Regions from separate parts of the Mus musculus genome. Here all the other regions are linked to region 1. The links are chromatin contacts, called in public promoter capture Hi-C maps. All regions are on one chromosome and are shown on one strand. The core of a region is the stretch at or near the end of the contact, and the rest is flanking DNA. Distances in the headings are between cores, read along the strand shown.

Region 1 (3,120 bases), core at 272-2,771:
AAATTTAATTTGATCATAATCACATCAGGATTTTAAAAACCCACCAAACTTGGATTGAGGGGAGCCTAATTTCATAGGTCTGAGACGAGTAGGTGCAGGAAACTAAGGATTGCAATTTATAGCCGTGTGACTCCCCCGCTGACATCCAATTTAGGCAAGCTATCTCCTCGCCTGTAAAGGGCGTTCAAGATAACTACCTCATAAAGTGGTTTTTAAAAACGTTTCAGTACAATAAAAACACTACAAGATACGTTCTTACTGTTCCCAGTCATTTAACATACACATACTCTGTGGGGGACATACTCTCTAAAGGGGCAGTGAAGAGACTCATGTGGGCTGGATTCACCCTCAAAGGTAGAAGAAATATCAGCACCCTTATTTTCATTGTAGGGGTACGGAGAACCTGGAAATGACTTCCATTGTTAGCCATGCACAGCGGAGGATCTGAGCGTGGGTGCTGGAATTTCCACGTTGTTGACATATGCATAGTTATAGGCAAGGGGGTAACTTAGTAAAGGAAAGATATAGGAGCCTGGGGTGCACCTTATCTCACCTGTGGCCTGACTCCCAGGTACAACAGGGGCTGAGAGAAAGCTTAAGATCTTTCACATACCCCACCCCCACGCTCATTCACTGAAGGCTTTTCGGGTGATGCGTCCCTTGTCAACAATCCCAAGTCTTTTTAGTGTTTCTAAATTAATCTCTGAAACTCCCATCTACATGGCTTCCTATCCTCCTGGCTCAAGTAGGTCACTCCTGATCTATGACACACCGCGTCAGTCACTAGGGTCCGTCCCAGTGCAGCCTCTCACTTTAATGGCCCTCTGGAGCTCCTTGGGCCTCCCTTTTCTTCTCCATCCTTTCTCCTCAGGACCTCGTCTATCCTTCTCTTTGGGGGTTCACAGACACAGCACCTCGAGATCCCAGAAACCCCGCTCTCCTCTGACCTAGAGAAAACGAAAGCCACTCCTGCCTTCGGCCACCAGGAGGAAGTCAGGCATGCGCAGTGGCCCTAGGCAGCAGCCTGGGGAAGCCAGGGTTGTCGAGCGCGGTCCGACTGAGCTGGCGGGCTCGCGGGGTCACGCGGGGCTGGAGGCCGCCTAGTACCTGATAGCGGCCGGTGAGCAGCTGGCTCCGCGAGGGCGTGCACAGCGGCTGCACGTAGTAGTTGTCCAGGACCACGCCGCCGGCCGCCAGCGCATCCAGGTGCGGCGTGCGGATGACCGAGCCGTGAAAACCCAAGTCGTTCCAGCCCAGGTCGTCCGCCAGCACGAAGACCACATGCGGAGGCTGGGTAGCTCCGGAGGCCCGGGCCGGCGACAGCAGCAGCAGCAGCAGCTGCAGCAGCAGCAGCAAGAGTGGCAGCTGCGGCCCGGGACCTCCAGGCCGGCTCCTGCCAGTGCACGGGCTAAGCTTGCCCATCCTTAGCAGCCTGCAGAGCCCGTGCTGCGGGCACCCCCGACAGAATCGGGAACTGAGCGGCCGGGCTCCCCAGCAAGATTTCATCCACCTGGGCGGGCCGCGGGCTGGGGAGGGCCGGCGTCCACGGCCTCCGCCTCCCGCGGGGGCCGGGGGAGGAGCCGCACAGAGCGCGCGGGCGAACTCAGCCGGTCCTTCCAAGGCCCAGAGGCCCGTTCTTTATTTTAGCCATGAACTCGAGAGCCACAAGTTCCAAAGCTGTTTCACAACCTTTATCTGATTAAATCTAGCCGCAAACTTGACAGCTAAGCACTATAGTTAGCGCTCCTTTTATCCCCAGAAGAAACCCTGTAATGGTTTGGACCATTACAGATGAGAGAAGAGAGGTGGTGCAGATGGTGTTTCAGATTCCTTTGTGCAGTGTGTACCCATGAAGCCACTTCCTTCCCATCATCAGTGGGCCAAACACATTCATTCTGTCTGCCCAGAATCTAAAATGAAATGGTGAAGTTTCATTTCAAGACATTCGGGGTATGCCCACCTAAGACTGTCTACTTGCTTACTCAATGTCTAGAGATGAGTGATAACTGTTAGGTGGAGAGAGAAAAAATGTGCGCTGCCTGAAGGACACACCCTCTCTGGCTGAGGCCGAGTCCGTGGGAGTTACTTTACAGCTTTAGAAGCTCTGGATGAATGATACCCTTGAAAAGTAATTATTGCTGATGTACTCAACTGACTTCCATGCGGTTGGCTGATGGGCGTTTGTGGTATTGTTCCTTATAACCAATTTTAATTTCTTATCGGTTTCTCACTAATAAATTAGATGAAATCACATGATGTATTCATTTCTGCATTTGTGATTTGTGTGAGAGTAAAAAAATTCTTTTGTGTGTGTGTGTGGTTTTTTTTTTTTTTTTTTTTTGAGACAGGGTTTCTCTGTGTAGCCCTGGCTGTCCTGGAACTCACTTTGTAAACCAGGCTAGCCTTGAACCCAGAAATCCGCCTGCCTCTGCCTCCCGAGTGCTGGGACTAAAGGTGTGTGCCACCACGCCCGGCCAAAATTTTCCTTTTTAAAAAAAGATTATCCTTGAATATATGTTTCCCTCTTAACATACATAAGAGTTTTCTTTGAAGTAGATAACTACTACTTATCCTTAGTAAAATATAGCCAGAAAGTTTTAAATTTTGGCATTTTTAAACCCAAAAACAATATCTTAGAAGAGTTGTTTGTTCGCTTTTGTGTTGGGGATAGTGTGGTCTCTGCATATTCTTCTACTCCATAATTGTTTTCTATAGTCCTCTCCTTTTTGTTTTTAAGCAGGTGCTTACTATGTACCCCAGGATAGCTCCTCCAGCTCTCTGTCCTCCTGCCTCTTCATCTCCCACTGACAGAACTGGGATTACAGTCCCAGGCCAAGGTCCAGGTTTTCCCTGCCCTTGATAAGCATCAAACAGCCTCCAGTAATACTGCTCCTGGAACTAAGCACCCACCAAAATCCCCGTGCCCTGCATTTCAACTGAGCATGTCAGCTGGGGGTGCCCTGGCAATGTGCAGGTGGGAAAAGTCTGATTTTCATCTGTATACTGAAGACCTATGGCATGCATACTGTGCGTGGTTCTTTTAAAAATCTCTCTACTGGTGTTCCTTTGGTGTTTCCTTTGGATTTCACTCAGGCAACAGCTTCGTACAAGAGTACAGGA
Region 2 (3,197 bases), core at 541-3,040, 1.2 Mb before region 1:
GTCTGATGACCTGAGCTCCGTCCCGGGGACCCTCATGATGGAAGGAAAGGAACTGACCCCTACAAGCTATCATGTACATTCTCTCTCACACACATTCACATACTCTCTCACACATACACGCATACTTACACACATGCAAACACAATGCTTTCAGACAGACATATGCAAACACAGATGCATACACTCAAACATTCAACATGTGCACTCCCACACAGAAACACACGCATAAACACACATAAACACACACACACACACGCTTTGTTAGAAACAAAGCTGCAGACTAAATGAATCAAATACAGACAAACGCAGCCCACTGCAAGCACTCAGATGTCTGCTTTAATGATTAAATGTAGTAGTGAAAGCAGACTCATGTGTCCTCTGGGCGACAAGACTGGGGGACAGGTCCTGCATGCAGAGTCCTCCAGAAGGCAGCACAGCAGCCTGTGCTAACGACACACACCTCGTAACTTAACTCTACAGGGGAAGTCTCAATTGGCCCCCTTTCTGGAGGCAAATTCAGTACAATTTCACCATAAGAAGCTTTGTTCTTAACCAAGGTTTCTTAAGTCTGACAAGCGAGTTTGGACTACGTTAAGTTTCTGTTCCTGAGACCTCTCCTGGGTGTTAGGATAGACAGCAGCATCCTTCTTCTATACACAGTGCCCCCATCACACCTACCCATGGCCAACAGTAGACACTGTACTATCCTCTGGGGACAAGATTACCCCAGGACTGAGAATCACTTAGACTGGAAGGCTGACTGTAATTCATAAGTAATGTTCTCTCATTCATTAGGAAAAATCACCAGCTCTTATAGTGTACATATTCAAGGCAGTTACACAATTGAAGTACTTTTGTGTGGAAAAGAAAACGTAAGATCCAGCATGCTATCCCATGGTGATGGTTTTGCATTTATCTGGTCTCTTTTCTAGCTGTCACTCAATTATGTGAGAGTTTTACCAGGTATGACAGAACTGAATAAAATAGTGTATTCACTAAATAAGCAAATAGTCAAATATATGTTATGTGTCCATTCAATAATCCACAATTCTTCCATAACCCTAAGGACTTCAAATTATATAAAATAAGTGATTTAAAAAAATCACGTGTCAATGTCAAAGCTATGAGGAAGTTAAAACTGCCAAGTTTGCAATAATCCAAACTGTAAAATGCTTCCTATAAGGAAGGAAGTGTAACACAAATTGTTGTGTGGCACATGAAGTAAATTTCAGATGTCAACATTTTTAAGGTGACAAAATTATTTTTTCAATGTGACGATGAGACCATACATGTACTAAATAAACAGAAATCATTTTCTCACTTAGCTTCTCGGAAAGCAACTAGTTAAATTTACGTTCCTTAAGCAAATTCGAGTCCCGGCTGAGAAGACTTATCGGTTCAAATAAATCAAGAGTGGCAGTCACTCCTGCTGGTTTGTAGTTAAGTCCCAGTTTCTTAGCAGAGGCCAGGTGGCCCTGAGCAGCCGCTTCCGGCGCTCGCCGCAGGCCCCGCCCCGGCCCCGCCCCCGGGCCCCCGCGCATTACCTCGGCTAGGCCCTGCGGCTCGCGGCCTCCTCCGATCAGCCAGCGCAGCATCGGGCCGGGGCGTCCGCGGCCCACGGAGCGAGGGCCGCCGCGGCGCAGGTGCTGGGGCTGCGGCCGAGTGAGCCTGGGGCGAGGCAGCGGGAAAACAGAAGTCTCGTTGGGGCGCCCGCACTGAAGGCCGCGACGGCGGAGGCGGAGGTTCCGCGTCCCCAGTGAGCACGCGCGTGGGCGCCGCGCGGTTGGCGCAAGAGCTCAGGTCGCTCGGGCGCCCCCTAGTGGGCGTGCGCTGCGGCCATGTCGCCGCAGGACCAGCGCTTGTCTAAATCCTGTGTAGCTACGGCGCCCCTTAAACACACTAGCAAGTCTCCTGGTTTCCCAACAGCCAGATGGAGAGGGTGTGCCTGCAGTAGACTTCTGCTCCTGGACGAATCTAGTGGCGTTCTTGTACACCAAGCAGCCAACATTGTGTGCCACAGAATAAGGACTGTACCAAACCCTAACGCCTCCCTTTTTACAGACCAAGAAACTGACCCGCTTAAAGATTAAGTAATGTGTCTAAAGATAAAAGCCAGCAGGTGGCCATGATGGAATTAAGACTTGCTCGGTAAACTTCAAAACCGGTTCTTACACATTGCCTGGACTGTCTTCCAAAGCAGGAAGTATAAAGCGAAGGAATCCGTTCCCTGGCTGTGCTGCTGAAACATGGAGCGACATTTCTAGCTCCAAACATTCTATGTCAGCCTCTAAATTTTCTTAATAGTTACACGACTGGTTATACAACCTGGCTTCGTATCAAAAATTACCTGGACACTTTTGAAAATGTAGACTAGGAAAAGCAATCTCTAGTTGGCACATAGAAATCAAAGTTTGAGGGGACTAATATCCAATATATATATAAAAAACCCAAGAAGGTAGACTCCAGAAAATCAAATAACCCCATTAAAAATGGGGCTCAAAGCTAAACAAAGAATTCTCATCTGAGGAATACCGAATGGCTGAGAAGCACCTGAAAAAAATGTTCAACATCCTTAATCATCAGGGAAATGCAAATCAAAACAACCCTGAGATTCCACCTCTCAACAGTCAGAATGGCTAAGATCAGGTGACAGCAGATGCTGGTGAGGATGTGGAGAAAGAGGAACACTCCTCCATTGTTGGTGGGATTGCAAGCTTGTACAACCACTCTGGAAATCAGTCTGGCAGTTCCTCAGAAAATTGGACATGGTACTATCGGAGGATCCCACAGTACCTCTCCTGGCCATATATCCAGAAGATGTTCCAACTAGTAAGAAAGATACATGCTCCACTATGTTCATAGCAGCCTTATTTATAATAGCCAGAAGCTGGAAAGAACCCAGATGCCCCTCAACAGAGGAATGGATACAAAAAATGTGGTACATTTACACAATGGAGTACTACTCAGCTATTAAAAAGAATGAATTTATGAAATTCCTAGGCAAATGGATGGATCTGGAGGGCATTATCCTGAGTGAAGTAACTCAATCACAAAAGAACTCAAATGATATGTACTCACTGATAAGTGGATCTTAGCCTAGAAACTTAGAATACCCAAGATATAAGTTACAATTTGCAAAACACATGAAACTCAAGAACAATGAAGACCAAAGTGTGGACACTTTGCCCCTTCTTAGA
Region 3 (3,132 bases), core at 61-2,560, 1.1 Mb before region 1:
CTAGGTTGAAATAGCATCTCCTGGCCTCCTTCTCTCCACAGCCCGCTCTGGTGCTTCACAGCTCCGGCCTTCGTGTCTCCCACAAAACAAAACAAAAAACAAAACAAAAACAAAAACAAAAAAACCACTCCCAGGCCTGACAATGAAACACACCCGAGTCCTTTCACTAACTGTAACCCTGGTGTCCCAGGAAACCTTGAGAAAATTCTTAGTCGGGTGGTGCGGGAGAAAAAGAAATCAAGAGAGAGCCTTTGGAGGCTGCTCCTCCTGAGCAAAGGCGCTAAATGAACTCTGGCCAATTCCCTCTGACTTTCGGAAGATGAATATGTCTCCAAGCCTTCCACCTCTCAAAATAAGCCCAAATCAGCTCCGCCTCCCCCTCAAATCAGAGAAAGTGTTTGGGAAACGGAGTCACATCCATCACTAAAGCTCCCCAAGCCTGAAGCCCAGAACTTGGTAACCCAGATAGCTTCAAAGAAATTTAAGTAAACTCTATAGCCATAACAGTGAATCAAACTTTAGAGAATTCAACTTTTCTCTCCCGAGAAATAAACGGCTCGTCCCTCCCCGTCACTGGTAACACCGAGTCCCTTGTAGAAGGCAGGGATGCCCGAGAGGATGAGTTGGGCTTTTCTTCTCAACCAGCACACTTAGCAAATCCACCTTCATACAGCGGCTTCTCCTTCACAAAGGAGAAGATTTTTTTTTAAAAAAAGAAAACAAATTTAAGCACACTTAGAGGAGAAGGTGATGATAGAAAGGAAGAAGGGGAAAAAGGGATGAAAGAAATTCCAAATCAAAGCAAACAAGAGTGGAAAAAGAGAGAAACACCTCCAAACAAATTATCGCGGGCTAGAACTCCTTCCAAAAATAATAATATTAATAATGAAGGGGAGAGAGAAAGAAAAAAATAAGAAAAACAAAAAGGTGTCAGCATCCCCAACTCCGTTTTGTTTTGGAATCTACATATTCCATAGATTTTTTTTAAGACGATGTTAAATCAAATTAAACTTTAATACAGCACAATTACTTTTAAAGAAATTAGTCCATTTAGGGCGCATTAAGGTAAAATAAGGAACAAATTGACAATTTCCTGCCCCGGCTTCTCCTGGCTGCCCGGGTGAGAGGCGCTCACTCACCTAGCCTGGCGTCCAGGAGGTCGGCGTGAGACAGCATCGCGCACCGCTCCAGGGCGAAAGCTGTTCCCCCCCAAATTTTAGCGGCTTTAAGTTATTTAAAATAGATATAAGCTATAAGCTATACGATATAGATATATATAGATCACCTAAATGAAAGAAAATTCGGTTTGTGGTTAAAAAGGGGGCTTCTTGCATTATAATGTCCTTTAGAGAGACGGGGAGGTGCTTAACAGATGAATGAACCCGTGAGCAGCTCGGCGAGGGGACCAATCAGGAGGGCAGCCTGCAAATGTCAGCGCCCGGAGAGTCCCCCACTCCGCCCGCCCGCCCGCCTGCGCCTGCCGGGAGGAGGCGGCGGCCGCAGCCCAGGCAGCTCCAGCCTCCAGCAGCCGCTAAAGCAGCAGCGGCCACCTTGGCCTCGCCCTGGGCCTCTGGGCCGAGCCTCGGTCAGTTCTTCCCAGAGATTTTCTCCGGGCACATCTCCCCTTTCCTTGTCCTGCCTTGCTCGCTTCACAGGCTCTGTGTATCAGAGCTAGGGTGTCCCTGGAACGGGGGCAGTTCAGACACCAAAGCAGGACATGACCTCTGCATGACCTGAGAGTCGCCACCCCCAGCCCACACACATCCCACCGCACCCGCGCCCCCGCTGCCCCTGCTCGTGCCAGCTAGGGGACACTGGACCGCGGTAGTCAAAGCCCTAGCTCACCAGGCAGCCAAGCTACCATCTCTAGAACGACCCTAAATTTCTGCCACTGTTCTGCAGGCCTTCTCTAGAGACCCAGACTCTGGCCTACTGAGCCCCAATCCCATTGCAAGCCTAGAAAATAAAGAGGAAGTTGCCCCCCCACCACCACCCCGCCAAGGTCCCCTGTCCGCTTTGGGGGAGGGGGAGACTTCATGAAGTGAGCCTTCCTCCAGAACTCCAGAAGCTGCGTTCCAGGGCCACCTGCCCGATAGGCCTACACTCTCACCCAGGTCCCAACCTGCTCTTTCGGTCAAAGTTTCTAAGTTCAGCTAGACGACCAAAGCCACTTAAGGCAGTAAATAAAGTTAACCGCTCTTTATTTTCCTCTTGGATGTGTTAAACTACTTGAACAATTTAAAGTGCTTTTGCACAAGTGAAGCGAACCATTTCTAATGTTCTGATTTTTCAGAGCCAGCCAACAACAAAGTTTAGATTAGTAATATATTTCTAACCAGAGTAATTTTCAAGATCATTAGGCATTTATGTAATTAGTGCCAAATCTATAAGCTTTTATTACGATTATTAGAGTAAAATCAGTATAAATTTGTACTAATTTACTACTGTTTAGACTTGGCTGCCAAGCCCAGAGGTTCTTATTGTAAATGATAACTGAGGAAATTAAGTGCAAAATTCTGTACCGTTTCTGATCTGCTCCCAAACAATCCGTTTCAATTGTATTTGCAGCAGAACATGATGCCCCTTTAAAGTTATTTGACTTGTATTTTTATTTGCAACACAAGAAAAATGCCCTCTACCCAAGGCAAAATGAAAACTGATATTTACTGCTCCCAACTTGATTAACATTGATTTTTAATTCGAGGGTGATGCAATTAAGATTATTCATTTAGTGCAAATAAAGCTTCCACAAAGGGTGGCCCTCTGAAGTCTGTTTTAAATAATACCGAACAAATGGCTTTTTTTGTTCGTCGCCCAATTGACTTACACAAAACATTGAAAATGCTGCCCGAGAGCAGATGCGAGGGTGTGTGTGTGTGTGTGTGTGTGTGTGTGTGTGTGTGTGTGTCTGTGTCCTTTACTCTGTGTGTGACAGGGAAGAGCAAGGAGACAAAGGAGGCGGCGAAGCAACTCTGGGGCAGTTTTGTTTCCTCCTCGTCCTCAGCCCTTTTCAAAGTCCTGCGGTGCCCAACCCGGGTGCGCGCGTCTGCACCGGGGCACACTCGCTTGTGAGTGCAGGGTCTGGGCTACGTGGGTGTCGCAGAGCGCCGGAGAACGCTCACTCCGCAGCTC
Region 4 (2,871 bases), core at 12-2,511, 1.6 Mb before region 1:
AACAGACCCCGTCTTAAAAAAAAAAATAAAATAAAAAATTCAGAACACCACTAATTATCTCAACTCACGAAACTATTCAACAGCTGTTCTAAACACCTTTGGAGCTCAGCAATGGCAGGTACTTTTTTTCCAATGAAGGAAAATCCTATTCTTTTTAGTAAAGCTTTAAGCCGGCCACAGAAGGCTTGCACAACCAAAGGCTCCAGTGAGCCAGGCCCGGATCAGGAAACTCTTTTGTGTCCAGTGGAGGAGGAGATTCTGGTTTACTCTGGTTTACACCGGTTTTCTTACAGCCCCCCCCCCCCCCTCCACACACACACACAGGTGGGAAACATTAACCAAGTCGCAATTAGCGCATGAGGCTCAAAGTCACTCTCCACCGAGGCAACTTTACGGGGACAGTTCCCCCTCTTCCCCACCCCCCACCCCCCGGAGCTGGTTAACCAAAGAGAGCGGAGACGCTCCAGAAGGTTCCGGAAGCCCGCAGGCTGGGCCCCTCCGCCAAGCCTGGGGTGGTAGGCATCCCCTGCAGACCCCGCGGCTGCGACCCTGGATCCCACGGCCTAGGGGCTCCCGAAGTCCCCGAGGTCCTGCGTGGCGTCCCCCGCACCCCTCCACCCCGCGGTTTCTCCGATCCCGGACGTCCCCGCGGGCCCCTGAGATCACTGCAGCCCCTGGTGTCCCTGCGGTCGCTCCCGCCAAGCCAAGCCACGCCACCGAGCCCCAGCCAGCCACGCTCACCCGGACGCCGCGATGGTCGCCCCTCGCCTCCGGGCTCCTCGCAGACATTTTGTCCTGGACGGAAAAGGCCGATTCCCCCTTAAAGACACAGCGCTCAATTTGCGCGTCTCGGGGCGTCCATGGGGGGCGGTGACGCGTGGTCTGGACGCCGGGGCGCCGCTGCTAAACCATCCGGTCCGGGAGGAGTTTAGAGTAACGGATGGAGAACTAGTTTAACGAATTGAAATCTGTCGGAGGTTTTTAAACGGTGCAATAATAGCGCAGGGATGCTGAAAGCGTTTTAACCGTGGCTCTGCACGTTTGCGCGTTAACCTTCCAAGCCCTTGGATTCAGCGGGTCCAGATCCTCAGCTGGGCGCACTGCTCGCTCGCATTCTTACAGATTAAGGCCTCTGATATGGCACTAGTCAGAAGTCCTTGCAATCAAGGTCTTAGGAGGAAAAGGTGTCCACCCAAACCACCAGCACAGGGAACTACCTTTGTCTTCATTATATTCAGTTAACAGCGTCTGCGTGATTTACAGTTACATCAGCCGCTAGCGGCTGCGTTCTAAGGCGGGTTTCTGCATTCCACGCTCCAGGTGGAAAGAGAAACCTTTTTCAAGACCAGCCCGCTGAGGTGCGGGCGAGAGCCTTGGGGCTTTGCAGGCTGACGGGCAATCCTGTTGTGTAGCGTTTTGCTGTTCCAGCCGTTCAAATATTCCCACCATACAGATTTTTAATCTATAAATAGTCGCAAGGAAGTGACTTGCCAAATTCAAGAACGCACCAGTTAGCTCTTAACGCACAGCTGGCACGTTCTGCCCTTCATTCATAAAAACAAAACAAAAGTCACTAATTTGTTGCTTTTTAATTTAGTGTTTTTGCGTGGTGGTGGTGGTGGTGGGTGTCTGTGCATGCATGGGTGCAGTGTCAGTGGAATCCAGAAGAGGGCGATGGATCGGCGGTAACCGACTCCCCGCCCCCCCACCCCAATCATCTCTTCAGCCCACATACTGCTCTGCTCACATTCTATTAGTCAAAGTAAGTCACATGAACAATGGGCACGAAGCCTTGCTAGAAGACAATAAGCAAAAAGATATAAATGTAAAAAAAACAAAAAAAAACAAAAAACCAAAAAACCAAGAAATTCTTTTGTAGGTAATACAATCCATGTTAACTGCTTTGGTTCAAGTGGCGCTGGGGAGGAGCACCTTGCTCATGCAGAGCACGTGTTTTGCAGTGGAAATATTATAACCCTCCTCACTTAAACACACACACACCTGATAGACCTATTTGTTGACTTTCTTCTATGCCAAGAATTTCAGAGAAAAGAAAAATCTTGTTGGGTATCACGAAAGGAATACTTTTGCAATGGCGAGATTATTAGATTCCCCTCTTTCAAGATTGACCTAAATGTTTTCATACAATATATTTTGATCATATTCTTTTGTAACCCAGCAAACCAGTAAAACAAACAAACAAATGAACGAAAACACATTTTAAAAAGTGTGTAAGGATTCTCTAGAGTAACAGAACTTACAAACCGAATTCCTCTCTTTATATAGAGAAAGGGGGAAGTTTTAGAATGACTTACAGGCTGTGGTCCAGCTAACCCAACAGTAGCTGTCTATGAATGGAAAATCCAAGAATCTAGTAGTTGTGTCTCAGCTGGTCTTCAATAGAAGCTGGAATCCTGCAGGAGTAACCGCCGCCGCTGGCGATGGACTTGCCAGTTAGGCCAGAGTACAGTGGCAAAAAGCAAAAAGCTGTCTTCTCCCGTGTCCTTATATAGGCTTCCAGCAGAAGGCGTGGCCCAGATTAGGGGTGGGGTTTTTCTGGCTCAAAAGATTAAAGGTGTGTCTTTTTACCTCAAAGATTCCTGATTAGAAGTGGATCTCCCCACTTCAAATTAGGTAAAAATCCCTCACAGGTGTGCCTTTCATTTTGGGGTTTTAGCTAGTTTCAGATGCAGTGAGGTTGATAACCAAGAATAGTCATCACACATGGAGACAGTTTTGTATTGGCCAACTACCGTGAGCATGAGGCCCATCCTGGTGTGGGTTGGTAGACAATATCTCACTATTCTCTCCCTCTCCCTGCAGGTGTAAATTGCAATCGGCTCTTTGTGGGACCTTGCTCACTTCTTCCTC
Region 5 (3,057 bases), core at 496-2,995, 1.2 Mb after region 1:
TAATCGTGCCACTCCCTGAGCTGAGCATACACAAACCATAAAACATACCAACATGAATAGAATCCAACAATTCATGAAAAGGACTGAGCCAATAGGATCATCAGTGATTCAATTGTGCTATGTGGATATCTCAGGTTACACATTATTCGTATCATACTCTTACTAAGAGAGTGTCTAGCTTTCAGTAACAAAGCTAATGAGTGGCAGAACTAGAATTCAAATTCAGGTAGTGAAAAAAGAAGGAGGAAATAGGGGACTGGATTCATAGTTTCAATATCAAGAACATACTTCAAGAATAGGAGTGAGGCAAGAAAGACAGACAGACTGCTCTCCCTCTCAGGTCCCCATTGGTTTCTGTCTTTCCTTCTGGAAGTTCTGTCTTTACCTTGCTTCTCCTTACAGGTGTTCCTGGGGAGGGAATTTGGGCTACTGTACCTGGCTACTAAGCAGGTTCTTTCAAAAGTCCTACTTTATATGTGAATTTGTGTTAACTTATATCCACACCAGGATATGAGAGTATCCACACTATTCTCACCAATGAATTCATCTATAAATTAAGCAAATTGGTAAAACAGATTTATGGAGAATACACTGTTTCTGCTATATTAAGTTTGAACATCAATAAAATGTGGTAGACATGCTATTTTGTGAACTGATTTGCATATACTTTAAAATGTTGTTTTGTTCATTTAAAATAACTCTTATTTGTCCTTACATTGTACTATATACTTTTGCCCCTAATTTGTATGCACAAGCCACTGCTTCTGAATTGAGGTTCCAAAAAGACGACGGCCCCATTTTATCTGTGACAGTGTCCAACGTATAAAAGTGAAAATACACACTGTACTTTGTAGAATTATTCTTATATTTTTGGTTGTGAGACTAGCCTTTAACGGCTGAGCCATCTCTCCAGCCCTTGTGGAATTATTCTTAAGATTAATTAGCTAATGTAAGCGAAGCATCTCTTTTGCATTGTCTGTCAAAGAACAGGCCAGTCACCTTACACAACCAAAAGTTTTGCTCTTGGCAAAAATCAGAGTTTAGAAGGGGAACCAGAAGTAGAGATGCAGAATCTCTGAAAGATAAACTACAGTTGCCAATTACTGAATTGAGGACCTGAGCTCTGACTGTGAAGTCTCTTGAGTACAAATCACAGCAGCGATAACGCTTGTAATCTCTCGAAAGCCTAGGCGAGCCAGCAGTCCCCAAGCTGGTCCGGATACTAATTTTCTCTTCGCTCTCTTTGAATTTTAGAAAACTCGTGGTGAAAATGCGAAGGCCGAAGCAGAGAGCGCGCGCGAGGCATCGGGCATCTCCTTCCGAGAGGGTAGCTGGCTTCTGGTTTTAGACAGCAGCCGCTCTGGAGGCTACAGAGGGTTGGAAATGCAGAAGTACAGCCAGAAGTGCAGGGCGGCGTCGGCCAATCCGCTCACCCAAGGACCGGCATTTAGGAGCTGCCCGGAGGTGAGATACAGTGTCGGCCGCTGGATTTGGCTGGTGCAAACCGGAGTGCCGGGTCAGCTGAGCTGTGGCACTAGTCACCTCCTGAGGCCAGCAGAAGAGCGTCCTTGGAACAGCGTCCGAGCGCAGGATCCCAACGGAGTCGCCTGGCCACTTCCGGCGCGCCCGCGTGGACTGGCTCGGACCCGAGCAGCGCGCATGCGCATAGATCAAGCCTCCCGGAGGGGGCGTGGCAGCGGGAAGCATTCTCTGCGCCTGCGCCCTTCTCTGCTAGGTCGGCTGGGGACGAGCTCTAGGCTGGCGTCGCGCTGTCCTGGGTGTCGTGGCCGGGTTACTCTTCACGCCTCACTGCGGCGTCGCGTCGAGTCCCCGAGAGCTCGGCGGGGTGTGGGGAGGTAAGAGCCTCGGAGCCGCCACCGGCCTCTCCTCAGCGTACTGCGGGCGGAGGGGCGGGGCGGCCTCGGACTCGCTAGGCTGCGACGGCCCGGCCTCGCCTTCCTCCGGGACCCGCCTGCCACCCTGGGCTCTGTGCGGCCGAGATACCCGACCCCATCGCGGGCTGGGCTGGGCCGGGTCGGGCCGCACTGGATCCCGCGAGTCCCCGCGGCGCCTGTTGTCGCCGCCTCCTCCGTTTCACTGATGCCTCAGTGTTCGCTCGCTGTCTTTGGTGCCTCTGAAGAGATGACCTTAACTTTTAACAGTTAACCTGTTTGTGCGACCGTGATTGCAATTTGTTACATTCCAGACTCATGTTCTTGGTTAGCCATGTCAGAAAACCAGCCCGTAAATTTAAATATTAACTTCATCTTTTAATTCAAAGAATAAGTTGGTGATGTCATCCGGTTCCGTCACTTACTCGGCTGAGTTTGGCATTTCTCGAGTTGGCAAAAGTTTAGTGGTTTGATCGTGTCTGTCCGATTTTTCACATAACTTCTTTTTTCCCCCTTCTCTTTGATATTAAACTACACATTTAGTGGCAAGCTATTTAAAAATTAGAGGAGGGAATTAGGAATGAGCTAGTCACCATTCCACCGTGCAAAAGTAACCAGCCGCTTACCATTTTGACATTTTTCTTTGTCCTTTTTTTTTTTTTTTTTTTTTTTTTTTGGCCCCTGTTGCATTTTAAACTTAAAATGATAAGAGTGTTGCTCACCTTTCCCATGTTTTTAAAAGCTGTACACATATACCCATTACATTTTTTTACTATACACATAATAATATGAGCAAAAACAATCTTTTGAAGTAGCTACCTTACAAATAAAACTAATTTTTTTGTCCCCAGTCATAATGCCAATTACACATAGTATCCTATATGGTTGAAGATAATGACAATTGAAAAATATTCAAGAAAATGTAATTGTTAATGCAGAATATTTACCATTTTGAAAATTAAAACTCTGGAAATTCTTTTTTTTCTTCACATATTCACTTAAAAATAGTCATACAATGAAGCAAATACTTTATTATATTAAAAAATCTTGGTTGTTTTTAAATTCTAATTCTAATGTACATTGAACATTTTCTTCATGATCATATTACTGTCTTTCACAATTTTATACCCCTTACAGTCTAGTGTCCAACTGCCTTCTAATATAT
Region 6 (3,074 bases), core at 103-2,602, 1.0 Mb before region 1:
ACACAGTCTAATGCTCTATCACCGCATCCCAGCTGGAGCCAGGATCCTTGTTTCATTTGCTTGCTCTGCTACTAACCTGAAGTGTGACTTCAGCCACATTCTGAAAACTGCACTCATAAACATGTACTGAGCAAAACCTATATGGTGTATCTTATTTATTTGAATCACACTGTATCAAAAATGTAGCAGGTATTTCTTCCAAAAACTGAATTCAGGGAGAATTTGGACTCTATCTTCCAAATTCAGTAAGAAGAGGCACAGTACAACGATGAAATATGTTCCAGAATACATAAAACCAGATTTGAAGTCAGGCACAATTCAGAACCGACTGTCTATCCCCCCCACCTTCACCCCCGCCCCGCCCCCCTACCATACCCTAGCTGCCTTTGTAATAAAAGCTTCCAAAGTACCGTTCGAAGTACTAAAACTCGGGCAGTATCTCTAAAAGTGATTCTCTCCTCTATGGGTTGACCTCCCTCTGATGGAATATCAATAAACGGTGGAGAGATGGAGCAACAGGAAAAAAAGCTATTTCCCCTGCAGAACGATCTGCTTCGTAAGGAGGCTGTGTATCTTTTCCCTTGGAATGTTTCGGTATGATCAGCTTGGGTCTGAACAAAACTAGTTCTAATGAGCACTGCAATATGTACAGTCGGGAGTCAAGGCAAGTCACAAGACTGGCCTGGCCTATTCCTGGGAGGCAGCAGCCCACAGCTCCGGGGCGAGCTTCGGGGAAGAAGTTTGCAGAGGTGCTCACGTTCAAGCCCCAGTTCCCAAACTCTGGAAGTGAGCCATGTCAGAGGCCAGGGCCCCGCCATTGTGTATTCTGAGTGAGGCCCATGATCTCAGCGTCCCTTAAACTTGAGCGCTGTCCAGTCCACCTGAGGCCAGGCCAGGGCGGACTCCGCCTCCCTACTGCAAAGTTCAGGGAGCCGGCGCCCCGCACGCACAGGCCGAGGCCCTCCAGGCACAGGTCGCCCTCCTCTTCCTCCTCCTCCCGGCCTACGAGCGCGGAGGACGCCTCCGAGCCTCGCACGGAAGGCGGCCAGGCCAGCGCCGAGGTCGCGCCGAGCCCTGCACGGAGGGCGGCAGGGCCAGCGCCGAGGGCGGCTCCCTGCCAGCGCCAGCCTAGGCGTGTGCGGGCCCCTCGCATCCCGCCCGCCGAGGCCTGGAAGCCGCGCCCGCATCGGGCCTACGCTCCGCCCGGCTTCCCCGGCGGTGAGAAGGGAAGAGCGAGCGTCAGCCGCGGAGCCGCCGGCCGTTCCTTACCGCCTCACTACTCCGGTCTTGATCTTGATCTGCCTCACGCGAGGATCGGCCATGGTCCCTAAGGCGCCGCAGGAAGGAGAGGCGGGGCTGCGCGGCGCGCCGGCGCAGAAGGGGCGGTGGAGTGGGCGTGGAGCCCAGAGTGCGCGCATGCGTACCTGGAGAGCCCGACCCCGCCTCGCCTCCCGACTCTTACCTGGAATCCTTGCATCTAGACTGCTGGTACCTAGAGCTGGAGACTCTCAAAGCCCTATACCAGCTGCTTCTCCCTGGTGCTTGGACAGGATTTGTACACAAGCTGCACTTTTATTTTCTCAGTCTCCATAGCCTGAGTTAAGAAACTTTCTGTTCCTGAGAAAGTGAACAGGATTAGCTGCTTAATGGACAGTGTGACTTAGAAACTATTAACAAGGATAATTTTTGTTTTCACTGTCTGTTGTCAAATGGAGAAAGAGATCTGTGTTTGATGAAATAAAATACCATAATGCAGACAGTCAAAAGAAATTTTTAATTTTAATTTAATTTTTTTTTTTACATTCCAATCCATGCCCCCTCTTCCGGTTCCCTTTCTCCATATAGTCCCTTCCCTTTCCAGAGTGTTACTTATGTAAATTGTCTTGTGATGTTTGAGTTTATGGAGAGAGGACTCTGGGAGTAAGGAGGTTCCTCTTGTCCTAAATTTTAGCAAGTTTGTTTCAAGTGTCCAGCAAGACTCCCCGTCCTGAGACATGCTGGCCCCCTACCCCTGAGACAGGGAGAAAACAGTACAGCATTGCACCTTCTTGGCCTAGAGGGGAGCAGCCCTTTCCTCCTAGCCTGATGGCCTGAGACCAATCTGCAGGACTCAAAAGTGGTAGAGTGTAAGAACCAGCTCTCGCAAGTTGTCCTTTGACCTCTGCAAGTTCACTGTGGCTTGCAAATATACACAGAAGTGTATGAAATAAACGCTTGGTTTTTGTTTTTTAAGTTGTGTAAAAGTATGCCTACACTGGCAACAAAATGGCAGAATCCCATCCACAGAGAGAATCTCTGACTGGGGGACTCCGAGGGACTTCTCCAGTGCTTTGTGCAGGGTGTTGTAAGAACCTGTTTCGATGGTGTCATCTATCCGCTCCCTGCTATTTATTTGTTCATCTCCTTTTTCTTGCTACACACTTAATGGACTCAGTCATTTGAGAGCAAATGACTAGCCACCTATCTCACATGTGGAGTTCTATCCTTTAGCGAACACAGGACCCCGGCACTCAACCTCCTTGAAGAGCCCTAAGAAATAATGCCCACGTCACGTGACAGGTGTATAGAGGGTGGCATTCAGCACAATGCCTAAACACAGCAGACATGGGACAACTTTTGACTCCACCATATTTTCCAAGATACAATTTGCATAGAACAAGGCACCCTGAACTGTGTTCTAGAGTCTCTTCCTGTTGAAGCACCCCTACAACCCCCAAGGAATTGAGGCATGGCCTCCATTGCGTCCTCATTTCTTGGTTCTGTTCTTCACTTGATGCTCTTGGCCTCTCCTGACCCTTAGTTCAGTTCTCATCTTCATGGCTGGCTCTGGAACATCCTTCAGTCTTGTCAGAGCAGAGCTCCAGGTATAAATCCAGTCTCAAAACCTAGCTCCCACGGAAAGACTCCCAATGCTGCCCCTGCCTGTGCAGTTCTCCAGGAATACATTGATCCCTTGCATTCTGTGTATATTTGTTTGAAAACAATTTGGTTTGAGTTCTTTACAAGGGCTGTTCCCACCCCTTTAGCTGCAGTATAAGCATGTTAAGAGGCAAGAATCCTGTCTTTCATAAACC

The links. Promoter capture Hi-C pulls out the DNA fragments that hold promoters and counts their contacts.
Region 2: a promoter capture Hi-C map of pre-B cells shows a contact between it and region 1, with 3 times the contacts expected there. The contact joins the promoter of Wdr41 here to the promoter of Arsb in region 1. A contact is called at or near these places in 4 of 39 promoter capture datasets (the 3T3-L1 cell line, the C10 cell line, liver and 1 more) and 1 of 115 datasets of contacts at active chromatin or transcription factors (astrocytes).
Region 3: a promoter capture Hi-C map of stem cell-derived epiblast-like cells shows a contact between it and region 1, with 4 times the contacts expected there. The contact joins the promoter of Otp here to the promoter of Arsb in region 1. A contact is called at or near these places in 5 of 39 promoter capture datasets (the 3T3-L1 cell line, the HPC-7 cell line, frontonasal cranial neural crest and 1 more) and 1 of 484 Hi-C or Micro-C datasets (cortical neurons).
Region 4: a contact with region 1 is called in a promoter capture Hi-C map of pre-B cells, with 4 times the contacts expected there. The contact joins the promoter of Zbed3 here to the promoter of Arsb in region 1. A contact is called at or near these places in 3 of 39 promoter capture datasets (3T3-L1-derived adipocytes, the C10 cell line and pre-B cells).
Region 5: a contact with region 1 is called in a promoter capture Hi-C map of liver, with 3 times the contacts expected there. The contact joins the promoter of Zfyve16 here to the promoter of Arsb in region 1. A contact is called at or near these places in 4 of 39 promoter capture datasets (hippocampal neurons, liver and pre-B cells), 2 of 115 datasets of contacts at active chromatin or transcription factors (astrocytes and large pre-B cells) and 1 of 9 other capture datasets (liver).
Region 6: a promoter capture Hi-C map of pre-B cells shows a contact between it and region 1, with 2.6 times the contacts expected there. The contact joins the promoter of Tbca here to the promoter of Arsb in region 1. A contact is called at or near these places in 6 of 39 promoter capture datasets (the C10 cell line, the HPC-7 cell line, embryonic stem cells and 3 more) and 1 of 9 other capture datasets (liver).

What each region holds. Positions count from the first base shown.
Region 1 is chr13:93,770,080-93,773,199 of GRCm38.p6, reverse strand. It overlaps Arsb (arylsulfatase B), which reads right to left and starts at 1,521. Exons shown (of 8, transcript NM_009712.3): 1 at 1,108-1,521. The coding sequence starts at 1,422.
Region 2 is chr13:94,974,937-94,978,133 of GRCm38.p6, reverse strand. It overlaps Wdr41 (WD repeat domain 41), which reads right to left and starts at 1,790. Exons shown (of 14, transcript NM_172590.3): 1 at 1,545-1,790. The coding sequence starts at 1,595.
Region 3 is chr13:94,873,814-94,876,945 of GRCm38.p6, reverse strand. Otp (orthopedia homeobox) reads right to left here and starts at 1,310. Exons shown (of 3, transcript NM_011021.4): 1 at 1,140-1,310. The coding sequence starts at 1,176.
Region 4 is chr13:95,323,215-95,326,085 of GRCm38.p6, reverse strand. Zbed3 (zinc finger, BED type containing 3) reads right to left here and starts at 1,261. Exons shown (of 2, transcript NM_028106.3): 1 at 742-1,261.
Region 5 is chr13:92,529,498-92,532,554 of GRCm38.p6, reverse strand. It overlaps Zfyve16 (zinc finger, FYVE domain containing 16), which reads left to right and starts at 1,745. Exons shown (of 18, transcript NM_173392.4): 1 at 1,745-1,856.
Region 6 is chr13:94,787,198-94,790,271 of GRCm38.p6, reverse strand. Tbca (tubulin cofactor A) reads right to left here and starts at 1,352. Exons shown (of 4, transcript NM_009321.3): 1 at 1,270-1,352. The coding sequence starts at 1,322.